Regions from separate parts of the Mus musculus genome. Here region 2 is linked to region 1. The links are chromatin contacts, called in public Hi-C maps. All regions are on one chromosome and are shown on one strand. Each heading gives the region's core, a stretch centred on a gene start, on an enhancer-like site or on the middle of the called end of the contact. The rest is flanking DNA. Distances are from core to core; before and after follow the strand shown.

Region 1 (7,594 bases), core at 3,131-5,630:
ACACACGTACTGCACACACACACACACTGCATAGACGCACTGCACACGCACATACACACACACACACATACCACACACACAGACACACAGCACACACTGCACACACACACTGCATACACACTGCATAGATACACTGTACACACACAGACACATACCACACACACAAATACACTGCACACACACACACACACACACACACATACTGCACACACACACATTGTACACACACACTGCACACACACACTGTACACACACACTGCACACACACATATACTGTACACACAAACACACACACACAAAACACTGCACACACACACACTGCATAGACACACTGCACACACACACACACATACCACACACACAGACACACAGTACACACTGCACACACACACTGCACACACACTGCATAGATACACTGTACACACACAGACACATACCACACACACACATACACTGCACACACACAAACACACTGCACACACATACACTGTACACACACACTGCACACACACACACACACTGTACACACATACTGTATGCACGCACACACACACACACACACACACACACACATACACTGCACACACACACACACTGCACATCTCTTGGTTTCTCTCTCAAGCAACCCCCCAGCCCCCAGCCCAGCCTTTCTCCAGCTCAGGAATTCCTGAACACCTTGGTTTAATAATTTCTTTATATAGTTGAAATCACTGGGAACCCAGTGAGCTTTGGCTTATGTAAGTGTGCTTATGTTGAATTGGATGTTATTGTCTAAATTAAAACTAAGAAAATTTAAAAGTAACCAGTTCACTTCCAAAGAATAACAAGCTCATTACATATTAACACAAATCATGTTTTTAAATGAGATATAGTAACTATTTATCAAAAGAAAGCAAAGGATGACCTGGAAGGCAACACTGTTCTGTTTATAAGTTTGCAAGTTTTGTTACTCTCGAGCATGACAGGAGTTGGCTGCACTCTCCTTTCTGCACACAGTTGTTGTGAGGATGTGCTACGCGACTATTGCAGATCTGTACACGTGCGAGAGACCAACATGGTATGAGCATGGAAAAGCTTTGGGCCTTGTGGGTCCCCTGAAATAGCCTTAGAGACCCCGTGTCTTACGGACCTCTCTATTCTTCATTAAGGGCCTACTATAGTGCCTGGTCTATGGGTTTTGATGGTGATGGTGACACTCCAGAGGTTCATGTGACACTGCTTACTGCTTTCCATGTTTGCACAGTGCTCTCCCGGGCTCTTGTTAATGTTGTTAGCCTGTGAGCTCCTTGAAGATAGATGCTCTCTGCTCATGGGTATAGTCTCAGGAGTACATGCAGCATGTGTGTCCACAGCATGCGGAAGGTGCAGTTGTTATCGTCATCGTTATTTACAAGAGGGTCTCACTGTGTTGACAGGGAGGCCACGAGTCCTTGTGCTTAAGTGATCTTCTTGTACCAGGCTCCTGAGTATCTGATACTACAGGTGTGTGTGTGTGTGTGTGTGTGTGTGTGTGTGTGTGTGTGCAGGCTTGCTATTGGCTTAAACTTATTGAGTGGTTTGCTTGCATATGTGTATGTATACCTTGTGCCTAATGTCCTTTGAGGCCAGAAGAAGGTGCTGTATCCTCCCGAACTGGGGTTGTTGACAGGAAACACAATGTGGGTGCTGGGATTTGAGCTCAGGACATTTGGAAGAGCAGTCAGTGTTCTTAAACTGCTGAGCCATCTCTCTAGCTCAGGATTTTAACTTTAATTATAAATGCAATGTAACTGTATTGTGGCTATATTATAGAAAAATAGAGACAGTTAGGTAATAGTCTCAACCTCCTAGATGCCATTTCTTAAACACATTGCGCCAGTCTTTTATAAAATGAAGCACGCATGCTCACTCTGTCTGTGTGTTGCTCTCCTTTGAGATAAATTTGCTTTGTAACTGGAGGAGATCTTGACTGTCTCTGACCCTTCTGCCTCCGGCTCCGGAGTGTTGGCGTTAGCAGCCTGTGCCACCATGCTTGGTTCATACGGTGGGTGGGTGGGGGATGGGATGTAAAACTTCGCCCATGCTAGTCACAACACTCTCCAGACTGAGCCACATCCTTAGCTCTCAAATGCAGTATTCTGTACCGTCATTCTGTTATATTTGTAAATGAACACCAAAAACTTGAATATCTCCCGGGCCTCCAGCAATAAGTGATTGTCCACTTCTGACAATTTATCTGTTAAACAGCCAACATTAGCACTTTGGGACGTGTCCACTTAAAAAAATACGTTATTATTTTTTTAACTATGTGTATGAATGAGGGATGTACAGGTATATGTGGTATATATGAGGGATGAGCACGGGTGGTTTAGAGCCGGAGCCCCTGGCAGTTCTGAGCTGTCCAGTGTGGGTGCTGGGAACGGGGCTGGGGTCCCCTGGGAAAGCCGATTGAGCCTCTCACTGTGGAGCCACCTCCCCAGCCTTCAGCGTTCATTTCTTTGTTGTAACAAACACAGTGATTAGTGAAGAACACCGTCACACACTGAGCAACCCCACACCCAATTTGGAGTTATTTCCTTAGAACAGATTCTCAGAAGTAAGATTACTAGGTCAAAAGATGTAGATATTTTTACGGCTTTTAATACATACTGTGAAATTGCTTTTTGAAAGAGTTATTCTAACTTACAACGCCACCAGCGTTTCCAGAGGCAGGTTTCCGCTCCCAAATCGTCTACACTAGTGCTATTAAGAATGCTAATCGATAAAATACTGTACCCTGGTTGTTAAAAATTTCGCCTTTTTTTTTGAGGCTCATAAAATTAAAGTTTGTTGAAGAATGAGTATACAATACAAAACATTCTTTTGGGACATCTTTATTTTTGGAACAACCTAAGCAATTCTCAACGGTGACCATCATAAGAAGACCACACGTTGTTAGGATTGGCACAGACTGGCTTTGACGATCAATCCTAACGCCAAAACACTCGATCGACTTTTCAGTGTTTCTGCTAGTAGCAAACGGAGAGAGAGAGAAAAAAATGTTGAGGAATCAAACAGTGCAAGTTTACAGAGAGGATCTGGAGCTCAGCTGCTTTTCATTAAAGTGCATTCTCCTTCCTTCCCTCCCGCTTCCCTTCAGTGCACCTGCAGAATCCCTGCATGGTGTTTGCCCTCCCTCTTCTCCTTCCCTTTTATTTTTCTATGTGCGGAATTCCTGCACTCTGCCCTTCCCCTCCCTCTCTCCTTCCATCCTTTCCTCTATTTTCTGGCCACGTTCAGAGCCCCTGATTTCTCTCGAGAAGGCGCAGTACTTTGCAGCTCTTCTGGCCCGGGCTTGTGTCTGCAGGGCGTGCGAATCTCTCCGGTGTGGACCTACAGGCAGGAGAGCTGCGCGGAGCTGCGGCTGGAACCCGACCGAAGCGCCGGGAGCCCGGGAGGGATTGGCTAGGCTAGCCGAGGTCGAGCGTTCCGAGCCCTAGATCCGCGGCTGCAGCCTGGGACAGGCACCTATGACTCATCGGCTCCGCCGGTCACATGGGCAACGTGACCAAAATAAAGTTTCAGTATTTTAAGCCGCTAGAAAAGGGGACAGAGGAGCGCAAGGCAGGCGGGAGCGTAGGGTGGCCGCGGGGACGCTGCGCCGGCCGAGGGGGCGGGGCTGAGGCCAGGAAGGGGCGGGATTTGGCCGAGGGGCGTGGTCTGCCGGGAGGTGCGCCCCTCCCCCGTGTCGGGCAGCGACGCCCCGACTCTCGGCTAAACGGTTCGGGAACGCTGTGAACCGGCACGCCTCGGTGCCTTACGTATCCCTCCGGCAGGGCCGCCCCCCGCCAGCGCCGCAGGCTGCGGGATCCCGGAGATCCCAGCGTGTCCTCCGAAGACACCGGGACCCCCACGCGCCAGCAGCGGCTTCCCCGGGAACGTCCTTCAGCTCCCGGAGCACGCGGGAAAAGCCCCAGCACACCAATGAGCGAGCGCCTTCCTCATGACGGTCACGCTGGGGGGCGGGGCTTCCCACAGCCGTTCCCGAGTTCCGGGAACCCCCTTTGATTGGTCTGGACGGCTTGGGAAACACTGTAGTGACGTCCAATCAAAACACCACGTCTCGGCCTCGAGGAAATATTCCGTGTCAGCCTCATCCTGATTGGGCCATCCTTTCGACCTCTGTCCACTAGGAAGCTTTGTTTAGGTCTGGAGGGCGGGTTTTCCCGGGAGTGGGTGGGGAGGGGGCGTTGATTCCAGGCCAATCACTTTAGTCGGTGCGGTGGTGATCAGCCAATGGACAGGGTGGATAGGACGCTCCTCCCGGAGAGTAGTGAGACCCCTGGTGCGGTCCGATTGGTCGCGGGAGCCGTGACTGGCAGACGCACCAACCAGTGGGCGCTGTGCGTGGGCCGCGGGGCGGGGCCAGGGCGGGTGCGCGGCGGCGGCGGGGTGGCTGGGCCGGCGGCGGCGGCGGTACGAGGCGCGCGCTCGGGGTCCCGGTCGCGAGGAGGAGGAGGATGTGGCGCGCGGAGGGGAAATGGCTGCCGAAAACAAGCCGGAAGGTGAGAGCCGGAGCGTGAGGGCCCGGGGCTGTCAGGGTGGCGGCGACACGGCGAGCCCGGGGCCGCGCCGGACATCCCGGGCATCGGCGGCGCGGGGCGCGAGCGCGGGGGCGCGGCGGGCGCGGGGAGGGCGCCGGCGGGGTGGGGGGGGCGGAGCGCGGCCGAGTCCTGAGGTGACTCGCGGGCCGGCCGAGCGGGGCGCCCCGCACCCAGCCCCGGGGGCGGCAGGCCGGGGCGGGGGGCGCGCGGGGCGGGGGCCGGGCCCAGCGAGGAGGAGGAGAAGCCGCGACGCCTCCCGCACCCGGCCCGGGGCATCCCCGCCGTGTCGGTCGGGGTGTCAGGGGGCCGCGGGGCGGAAAGTTTCCCGGGCCGCGGGGGCTCGCGGGCACCGGTGCCGGCGGCCGTAGCGGCGTCAGGGCCGGACGTTCCCCTCCACAGCCCCCCTCGGGCCGCGCGGCGCCTCCTAGCGCCGGCGTGGGGGGTGTCCCCGCGCGGGTCCCCGCCAGGGGGCCCCCCTCGTGCCGAGCGCCCCTCGGCCGAGGCCCCGGGCGACCCCTCCCCCAGCAGGGCCGGGGTCCTCGCGCGGCCTCCCCGCCCCTCACAGCATGCTCTTCCACACTTGCCCTTGCACCCTCACTACCGGGAGGGTGGGGTCTCCACACTGCCATGCCCTTTACCTTCCGTGACCCCGATCCTCTCCGAGCACTGAGGGTTCCGTGTCAGCCTGTCCCCTTTTTGAGGGGACTCTCGTGGGGCCGCGGAGCCTCTGCACGCTGGGTTAATCTTTTTTTTTTTTTTTGGCCAGGACAAGGGGACTCGGGGCTACCCATGTTCTTCCTTCTTAGCTCACCCAGTGGCTTGTGGGGCCCTGTGCAGCTCTGAAGTCATTTCTAAATAGGCAGGCAGACACTTCTTCCAGATCTGTACTCTTTCCGTACACTTTCCTGGGTTAGGGTGAGCTCATTTCCTGAACACCCTTCGAGTTGCCCTCTTTCTTGTTGGGAAAACCGGACGCTCCAATGCTCCTCTCCCTAGCTGTCTGCCTCTCTCCTTGGAGTTCCCTGTCTGGGCCAGGGTGGGCGCCCCAGTAAGATGTAGGGCAGGCAGGACTTCCGATGTGCCTACCACTTGAGTGTAAGGGACCTCAGTACTTGTTTCTTGCAGGAAAAGAAGGATCTATTGCTTCCCGTTCACTCTTGGATCTTAGGGGGCACCCTTCACCAGTTAACACTATCCCACTGGGAAAAGGGTCCAGTGCCCTTGAATTTGGTGTTCTGATTCCTGTCTTCTGAGCAGAAAGAACCAGACTTTATGCATCCCACTCTCAAGAAGTCTTTGAATCTTTCTTGGAAATAAACTTCCCAATTCTTCTTTTTTTTTTTTTTTTCTGAGAGAACTCAGACCCTCCTTATGGCTCCTGTTTCCCAGTCAGCCATATTTAGTGAGCCTGTTACCTTGACTTTCTCTAATTTTCTCAAATTGTATTCATGTTGGCTGGGTAAGGAGAAGCCATATGCCTTTCTATCCAGAATAGGGAGTGTAGACACCCTTGTCGCCCACATGCCATTTGAGAAGAGGTAGCTTGTGTGCTCCTTGTTGTACCAGAATCTTCCTTTGGCCCTGGTATGTCTCTAGTGGGATCAAAACATTTCTTTGGATCTTGCACCTTTCAAGCAAAGGGGCAATTTCTCTACTTTTTGCTGTTCTGGTTCTCTTTGACATCACGGAAATTGGGTGCTCGACACAGTTGTTGACACACACAGACCACTTTGTGCATATGTGCAATAGCATTCTATACATACCCAGAAGAAGTTAGAAGGGTCAGGTGGCAGCTCTATGGTCAGAGTGGGTGGAGTGTTAATTTGCCAGAATGTGTGTATCTGTACATACCTACCCATGTATGTTATTGGTGGCTTCAGGATTAGAAGAAGCCAAGGTGTCGTTGATAAAAGCAATGTCACACTACTCCTTCATTTGTCATTTGTATTGTACTGAATAAGCAGAAAGGCACTTCTCCCATGTGTGGAGTGCTTGCTGATGAATGCCCAGACTTTTCCATTTGGAATCTAGGGACAGTATTCTCAGCTTGATTCTGTGGGGAGTGAAAGTTCTTATCTTGATTTTTTTTTCCCCCTGCAGTGTAGGAGAAAGCGATTTCCTGTGTTTTGGGGAAATGATAGGAAATGGAGAAGCGGCTGCCTCTCCCTGATAGAACTGGGAGCTAACTGACGGCTTCAAGTACATCCCTGTTGTATTTCAGCCAGTGAAGTGAGAGACGCTAAGAAATTAGAAGAAGGTGCCTTCGGAAAAGTGCTTGCCGCTGCTTCCCGGGAAGGTGGCAGGGTTTCCAGGTTCTTTCTCTGGGGCCCACAGCCCTGCCTCTGCTCAGGTGCTCACCTCCCTGTCTCGTGCTCTCGCTCAGCAGTGTCATCTTACTTTTTGACAGACTTCGTGTAGAGCCTCACCTTCCAGCTGTGTGTTGTGTGTTCTTGTTTCTGTTCTCTTGAAGTTCTTTTCCTAACAAGGGAGCCCTCCACCTTGCTTTCCCAAGTAAGGAGGTGTCTCAGGTGGCTCTGGCTTTGCTTTTCAGCATGGTACTCGCTGCCAGAAAGGAAAGCTCTTGCTCTGATTTTCCTGTGTGTCTCCCATTTTTAGGCTGTTTTAAATCTTGTGTCTGTTGTCAGCCTAAAGGAGTTGATTGTTTCTAGGGTGCTAGTGAGCCTTGGAAAAATGAAGAGTTGATTACCTGCTGTGTATGTTCCTGTAGGCCTGAGAGTCTTCTCGTTTCTGGTGATGGCTCTTCTGCACCTTTCTCCAGGCCGTTGACTTCCTTGGGTGTTGTCCCTGTCCATCAGAGTACCCCACACATGGACTGTGCAAGGAGGGGTACTGAAGGTACCACCAGAGCTGCACCGCTTGTGCTAAAGTGAGGATCTCAAGTGGATCTGCTTGCGCTGACTATGTGACTGCATCCGGGAAGGGTGGGAATCGGTGGAGGTCTTCTCTTGCAGTTAGTCAGGTTACCCCGCTTCTCTTAATTACTTTGCCCCACCCCCTATCTTTTCGTTCAG
Region 2 (6,831 bases), core at 4,029-6,528, 3.1 Mb before region 1:
GTCCTTTGACTTTCACCACGGCACCAAGAAGGGCAGGACAGCCTTGCATTTACTACCCCAGAGTCTCTTCCTGCCTGTATGTCCTTCCTACTGCCTGGGTTTCCAACTCAGCTGACATCGGTGTCCCATCCAAGAAAGAAAAAGGGCTTGCCAAGAACACAGAGCAGCTGAGCCTTCCTGGATCCAGGGACACAGTGAGGAAGGAGGAAACAGGAGAAGGCTGTTTTTAAACAACACTGCGACAAGATGTTTTGTAGGTGCCTAAGCTGTCAACCCCATCCTGAGCTGTGACCTCCCATCAGTTGCAGAAAAAAAAAGAAAGAAAGAACAAAAGAAAAAAGGTCTGTTTTCAGGAACACATGACTTTCCAATCTCAGATTCAGGACCCAGACGACGATGGAAGCAAAACCCAACACTGAACATCCCTTGCAATGTCCTTCTGTCCAGACAGCCCTGGTCTGGCCTCAGGCCTTCAGCTCGAAGGCACCTCTCTACTACAGCTCATGCTTTATTGGCTGTTGGTTAGATGGTCTCTAGGTACCAAATAGATTATCTGAGGTGAACCCTATTTTCTTAACTGCCTGATGATGTTTGAATTCATTTTCACCTGCTTTCCAGACACAGTTATTTAATTTTGCCTCCTTCCTAATGAATAAGTATAAGACCACAGGGCAAAGCATAAAACCCAGCCCTGGAGTGAAGGTTTCAGGATCCTGGAACAGCTGCCTTGGGGCCTTTGGAGAGGTCAGGTTGTGGACAGTCCCCTCTGCTGGGGCTGCAAGCTCATCACTTCTAAACTAATATACAGCCAGTCACCGAGTTATCTCAGGTGCTAGTAGAATCTTGGCCCACTCCACCACCCTCCTGAGCCCTTGATAAAGCTGGAACACAGGACAAGCCAGCAGGCCATCTTTACTTTCTCTTCCATTCCTCATTCCTCCCAAGGAAGAACACGTCAGAGAGACAACCCAAAAGCAAGAGGGTGGGGGACTTATTCAATATTCCAGAAGTAACGAGATTCTTCACAGTCTCTTAACAACCTAGGCTTTCCAAGGAGGCTAAGAGCCAGCAGCACACCCATTGATTCACGGAGATAAGTCCAAGACTGCGGATGCTGCCCGGCTGTGTGGGGCCTCACTGACAATGCTGGCATCAAGAGATACGCGGGGAAACGCCTGCAAGCAATTGGGTACAAAGCTCCTCAATAACAGGATGCAGAGCAGAGAGCTTGGGGGACAGGGGTAGGGGTGGGGGAGGGGGAGGGGGAGCGTTGGCCGGCTCCCATCCTGGATCTACGAATAGAGAGACCACGGAGAAAGCTAGCCTTCTTCTGTGCCTTGGTCTCCGCATCTGCACACCAGGGCGATGAAAGAACCTCCCCCGAGGACTTGTTAGTGGGCATGAGGCTGCCCAACGCGCGAAGGGGATCTAAGGTGGGCCTGTAGCGGGTCGGCAGGAAGGTGAACTCCTAGGCGCGCAGGAGGCGGCGGCCGTAGCCACGGTCCACGCTGCAGCGCTCGACAAGTGTCCAGGCCCAACGTCTCCACAGCTCACTGGGAAGCCGGAACTCCGGCGGAGTGCGCCGCGGGGCCATGGCCAGCCTCATCCCGGGGGACTCTGAGCAGATGAGGACCCCCGAGGCCACCCGCCCCGCCCGTCCCTCCACTGAGCCACCGGCGCTGCGCGGACTACGAGGCCCGACGTGCCCCGCTCCAACCGCGCAGCGCCTACCGGGAGCTGGAGTCCCACAGCCCGCTCGGTCCCGCACCTTGACGCCGCGCACACTATGAGTCCCGAGAGGCTGTGCGGCGACCCGTGAGGCTGTGCGCATGGCCCGCGCCCCCGCCCTTCGTCCTTCCCGCCGCCCCCGCTGGCTGGCCGCCCGCGCCCACTGCTCCGGCCACTTTCTTGAGTACCCGGTCCGTGTCTACCTATATCAATGGCGAAGCGCTTGGCGTTCTCCAGGTTGCGGAAGATCTCGTCGGGGGGCAGCGTGATGCTCTTGTCCAGACTGTCCCCGCCGCTCCCGCCGCCACTCGCTCCACGCTCCGCCATTTTGAAAGTGCCCGGCCAGCCTCATCAGCCATGGAAATATATGCGCATATAATTGACTGCTAAACGACCGCGTGCATAAATTATGCTAATGAGTCTCCGCCCCCCGTCCGCCTGTGCTGGAGGCCAGGCCACCCGACCGTCCTAGACAAGCAAGTGTCCCAGAGGCCAGGACTGGGAAGGGAGGGCCGTTATTTTCCAAACTACCAATATGAAGCTTTTGGAATATTGTTCTTTCGCTGAGCTGGCTAGATGCTAACTTGGGTTGATTTTGGCGATCGTGCTTTCATATCTCCTTGCTGTGAGGCTGGCCCTGCAAGCTGCTGTAATTTCTGCTAGGGTGACCCACCATCCTGGTTTCCCAAAGAAGTGGGACCTTCAATTCTAAAACTCCCATGTTAATTGGAGTAGTTTTAAAGACCCTACATTCGAGAAATGCCCAGCCAGGGGGAAGGGATATGAATAGGGTCGTGCGTCTGCAGCTGGGGAAGATCGGCAGTTTAACAGCAATCTTTGCAAAGTATAGGAGGGAAAGGGAGAGGGCGCATGGAAGAGGGGACCGGGCTTCAAAGTGGAGGTGATCTGGAGTTCCTGTTGATTTAAGTCCCTTGAGAGAGAGCACTGTGTCCTCCAAGAGGGCCATCGTGTAACTTAATACCTCGCTCTCTGCAAGGTTCTGTCTGCAGGCAGTTGCTCACTGACTTGCCAGGCTCCTGGAGCACAGGACTGAGGCAGTGCGCAGGCTCAGCTGCCATATATCTATCTACATTGATTCCGAGAGGAGGCAACCTTGTATGTGCCTGCCAACAGAGTGGGTGTACTCTGAATGGGAGAGCCTGCTCCAGAGTGGCAGGGCTCCTGAGAGTGAGGTGACCCAGCAACTTCAGTCCCTGTAAGTGGAGTATGCCCGGCCTGTGTGTAGGACACTCCACAAGGGCACTGGCCTCCTCCCCATCTGTAGAAGTTCTGCTGCTCCTGTGGTAAGCTAAATGAGTGCAGATGAGGTTCTCTGTCCTTGCTTACTATACGTGGGTCACAGAAGGGTCCTCAGGTGGTCCCTGGCAGAGTGGATAGGAATAAGAGGGGGGTGGTGGCTAATGAACTTCTAGATGGGAAAGATCCAAGTCGGGATGGGAGCCACATCTATGACTTTGTCCTTCAGAAGACATGTAGACACACCTTCCCACTTCTTGCTCCATGGGTTTTGCCTTTGGAGAGCCCTGTGAACTTGACTAACCTATAGCCTGCCTTAAAGCGGACACCCTGTCTTAGACAATAGCCCATACCTACCAGGCTCATAGTTTGAATGGAATGGGTCAGTCCTGGCCCTGGTCGCTCTGTGGAAGGGAGGGCATTTATGAATCGCCTAAGCAGGTGAACTAAGGGGAAGCGGGAGCTAGAACAGATACTTTCTCAGGTTCGGCACAGCCGAGCCTCTTGCTGCAGCAAGAGGTCCACTGAGGCCCTCAGCTTCCTCTCAGTGGACAAAGCAGAGAGTCTACAGTTGTTAGGATCTCTTCCCCTACCCTGACCTGGGAGCTAGCAGAAACCCCCAGCGGCCACCCAGGTCTTGTTCACCATGAGAGCAACAACAGCTCTGTATGCCCCTCTCCTCTCCACCTCCTGCCCTCCCTTTTTCCTCTATGGCAGAGGACCACCAGCAAGCACTCCTCCTGATCCCGGTTTCACTGTGAACATGGTAGATCCCACTGTTCCACCTCCGGTCACCGGGCAGGCTGCCCCTAGGCTGCTAAGGACAGACGAGAGGCACAGACATGGAGGGCTTGATATTTTATTAGAAGCCTTCAGAACAGCCTGTGTTCTCCCACATGACCAAGAGTTCAAATTCTAAGTACAAAATCGTGCCCACATGCACCCACCCATACAAAGGAATCCTTTAAGGATCATCGTGGAGACCCCACCCTCCCAGACAGCCCACTGTGAGCGCGCATCAGACAGCCAAGGCCATGTGGACCTTGAGGTGAGGCCCCATGGGCCCTACGCCCACGCAGGCTGAGTGCTTTCCTATGAGGAAACACCTGCAGTTCCGCCTTCACAAAAGGCAAATGTGCCCAGGGCACAGCCCGCCTGCAGGGTGCTTGCCCAGCAGCAACGGGCCCTGAAGAAAGTCCTCTACGGGCTGGGGTGAGCCAACCCCCGACTCTACAAATATCATAGAACCCCCGGTGGTGACCAGGAACTTCGCAGAAGTCACTTGCTGAAATGCAAACACAAAACAACCCCACGGGGTCGGACGGGCGGCAGAGGGTGGGCCCTGATTATCCCCAAATGACAACTCTGCACACACATTCTCTAAGAATGACCCTCCTGCTGGCCAGCCAGCCGGAGGAGGGAGCCTTCGGAAGAAGGTAGCGGCCAACCTGGGGCTGAACTGCGGCTGGGGAATGTCTTCCCACATCCAGAGGAACGAGCTCATCCTCTGGTCCGCTCCAGGCACCGGTCGGCCGCTGGGTCACCAGGGCCGCCAGAGGCCGCAGGCGGGTTGGCGCGAGGTGGAGACCGCAGCAGCAGCAGCCTTAGCGGAGGAGCGGGCCGGTTGGGGCGCAGCTCCGGGCGCCGGGGGCTCCTTGGCAGGAGCGGCGGGAGCTGGGGGCCGCTGGAAGTGGTAAAGCAGCTTCATCTGCGTGTCGCTGGCGGCGTGCAGGGTCAGGAACTGTACCGCCTCCTGCAGGCACCAGGAGTAGCCCTCGCTGTAGTCCTGGTGCAGGCTCTTGGGGCCGGCGGCCGCGGCGAAGGCTGTGGGGAGACGAAGCGGCATGAGTGGGGCGCGCGCGGTGGGAGCCACATCGGCCGGGAGCAGGAGGCGGGCGCAGGCGCCGGGCTCACCTTTGCTGTGTTTCAGGTAGCTGACGGCCATCTCCAGGATGTCGGCCTTCTCCAGCTTGGAGTTGGGCTGGTGCCGCGCGAACTCCTGCTCCAGCAGCAGCTTCAGCTGCTCTATGCTGCTGTTGATGCGGTCCCGACGCATCTTCTCCACCACCGGCTTCCGCAGCTGCGGGAGGAGAGGCGTCAGGTGGGCGGCGGACGCCGGAGGCCCCGGGGGAACCGGACGGCGCGCGCCGGGCGAGTTGCACTTACTCGGTTTTTCTCCTTGGGACTGAGCATCTCCACCGCCACGGTACTTGGGGCCATGCCTGGAGCTCTGGAGGCGATTAGCGAGCGGAGCGGAGCGGAGCGGACAGAGCCAGGCGTCCCGGACTGGCGCGACCTGGACCCCAGCACGCCAGCCCTATATAGGCGCGGGCAGCGGCCCGGCGCCTGGGGTCCGGGCGCCGCGGCCGTTCCCACACTCGGCGGCCAATGGCGGCGCCGGCCGCACAAAGGCGCCGGCCCATTAGCGCACGCTAAATTGCCTGTGAATTGGCGCGGGCACAATGGTCGCTCCCCGAGGAGCAGGTGGGCCGCGCGGCACAATGTCCGGGCTGTGGGAACGCGCTCGCCCTCATTAGCATCCCGGGGCCTGATGCTGAGAGCCCCGCGCCTCAATATGCTGCCTTTTCCCAGGCCGCGGGGAGGTGGGGAGGGCAGGAAGGAGTGCTCTCCCCCCCCCTTCTCTCCCTTCTTCCCTCCCACTCCCCAGAGGCTCCCCACCGCTGGCTGGCAGAGGCCACAGGCGCAGAGAAATGAGAGTTTTACAATGAACAGACAGCGACTTCCAGAGGAGTGGGCACCCTCCCCAGCTGGGACCTGTTGCCCACAGGCACAGTGGGTTAAAGTGGGCCACATTCTCTCAAACAGATGCTGCCGCCATGCCATTCGCAGGTACAGGATGAGAGAGGGACTCATGTATTTAGAATTTAGGCGCTTTATTGCCAGTTCTGTCAGTTGAGAGGAGTGACTTCTCCGCAGCTAGAAATGGCCACGCGCGGAGCCTGCCAAGCGTACTTCTAGGCTAGCTGAATTTGCTTTGGATAATGCCTAGCACAAAGCCCCATACCTAGGAAGCCCTCAGGAACCCCTGAACCCACAGGGTATCTGGACTGCTCTTGTGTCACCAGGTGCCACATGCATCTCTGAAACAGGAGGACCGTGCCTCCTTCATGCTGTCCGTGATCACTACTCCCGCGTGGCTTTTAGGAAACCATGGCTGCCCTTAACTCCTCTCATGACATCCCCCTCAGCTCGTGCGGGCGCGCGCGTGCATGCCTCTGTGTGTGTGTTCCAGTTTCATTCAGCATTTTGTGTTGGCAGGTAGAAGGTGGGAGACCTAAAAATAAGCCCCCATATGAATGCTGTGCCAGTGTGGATGGGCCTCTTTGTAAGAACTGATAACCGTGGTTCCTAACCAGGTGACCTTACTAGTCACACCCTAGACACCTAGGGGATGGCCATGTAGGAGCGTCCCTCCATCTGGAACCTGTACTATTTCCCCAATACTCTGCAGGGGCTGAGGGAGGAGATAAGGCCCCGTGCTTCCTCCTAGGGTCAACCTAAGACCTAGCCAGGCCCAAACCAGGAGGCTGGCATCAGAGCACAATAGCCAGTGTGGAATGAAACCAGGTTCTCTGGATGGATGTCAGCCATGTCTGAGCTCAGGAACTGAAGGGCCTTCACAGTGCCCACTAGGGAAACGCCCTCCTGCTATGGTAGTGACCCACTGCTGTAAATGATCTATTCCGAAGGTCTTGCTCCAGAAGCTCTTAGCACAAGGGGTTGTTGGGTTACCATGGATGGAAGCATCTGGGACAGAGGGGAAGGCTTGGCTTTGAGGCAGCACAGGATGGTCTGTCCAGTGCAAGATATAAGTGCAGAATTCAC

What was found. A called contact is a pair of places that touch in the nucleus more often than the background predicts.
Region 2: a Hi-C map of B cells shows a contact between it and region 1, with 7 read pairs. The contact joins the promoter of Hes5 here to the promoter of Camta1 in region 1. A contact is called at or near these places in 1 of 39 promoter capture datasets (pre-B cells) and 1 of 484 Hi-C or Micro-C datasets (B cells).

Annotation. Positions count from the first base shown.
Region 1 is chr4:151,858,554-151,866,147 of GRCm38.p6, reverse strand. Camta1 (calmodulin binding transcription activator 1) reads left to right here and starts at 4,380. Exons shown (of 24, transcript NM_001081557.3): 1 at 4,380-4,523. The coding sequence starts at 4,479. All of the region lies in intron 2 of Gm42357 (a long non-coding RNA gene), which reads right to left. 9230110K08Rik (a long non-coding RNA gene) reads right to left here and starts at 4,404. Exons shown (of 2, transcript XR_390981.3): 1 at 3,291-4,404; 2 at 2,837-2,984.
Region 2 is chr4:154,959,370-154,966,200 of GRCm38.p6, reverse strand. It overlaps Hes5 (hes family bHLH transcription factor 5), which reads right to left and starts at 5,278. Exons shown (of 3, transcript NM_010419.4): 1 at 5,152-5,278; 2 at 4,900-5,065; 3 at 3,830-4,809. The coding sequence starts at 5,205. The coding sequence ends at 4,526. It overlaps Pank4 (pantothenate kinase 4), which reads right to left and starts at 2,078. Exons shown (of 20, transcript NM_001305804.1): 1 at 1,932-2,078. The coding sequence starts at 2,055. It overlaps Gm42363 (a long non-coding RNA gene), which reads right to left and starts at 1,924. Exons shown (of 2, transcript XR_881640.3): 1 at 1,732-1,924; 2 at 888-1,175.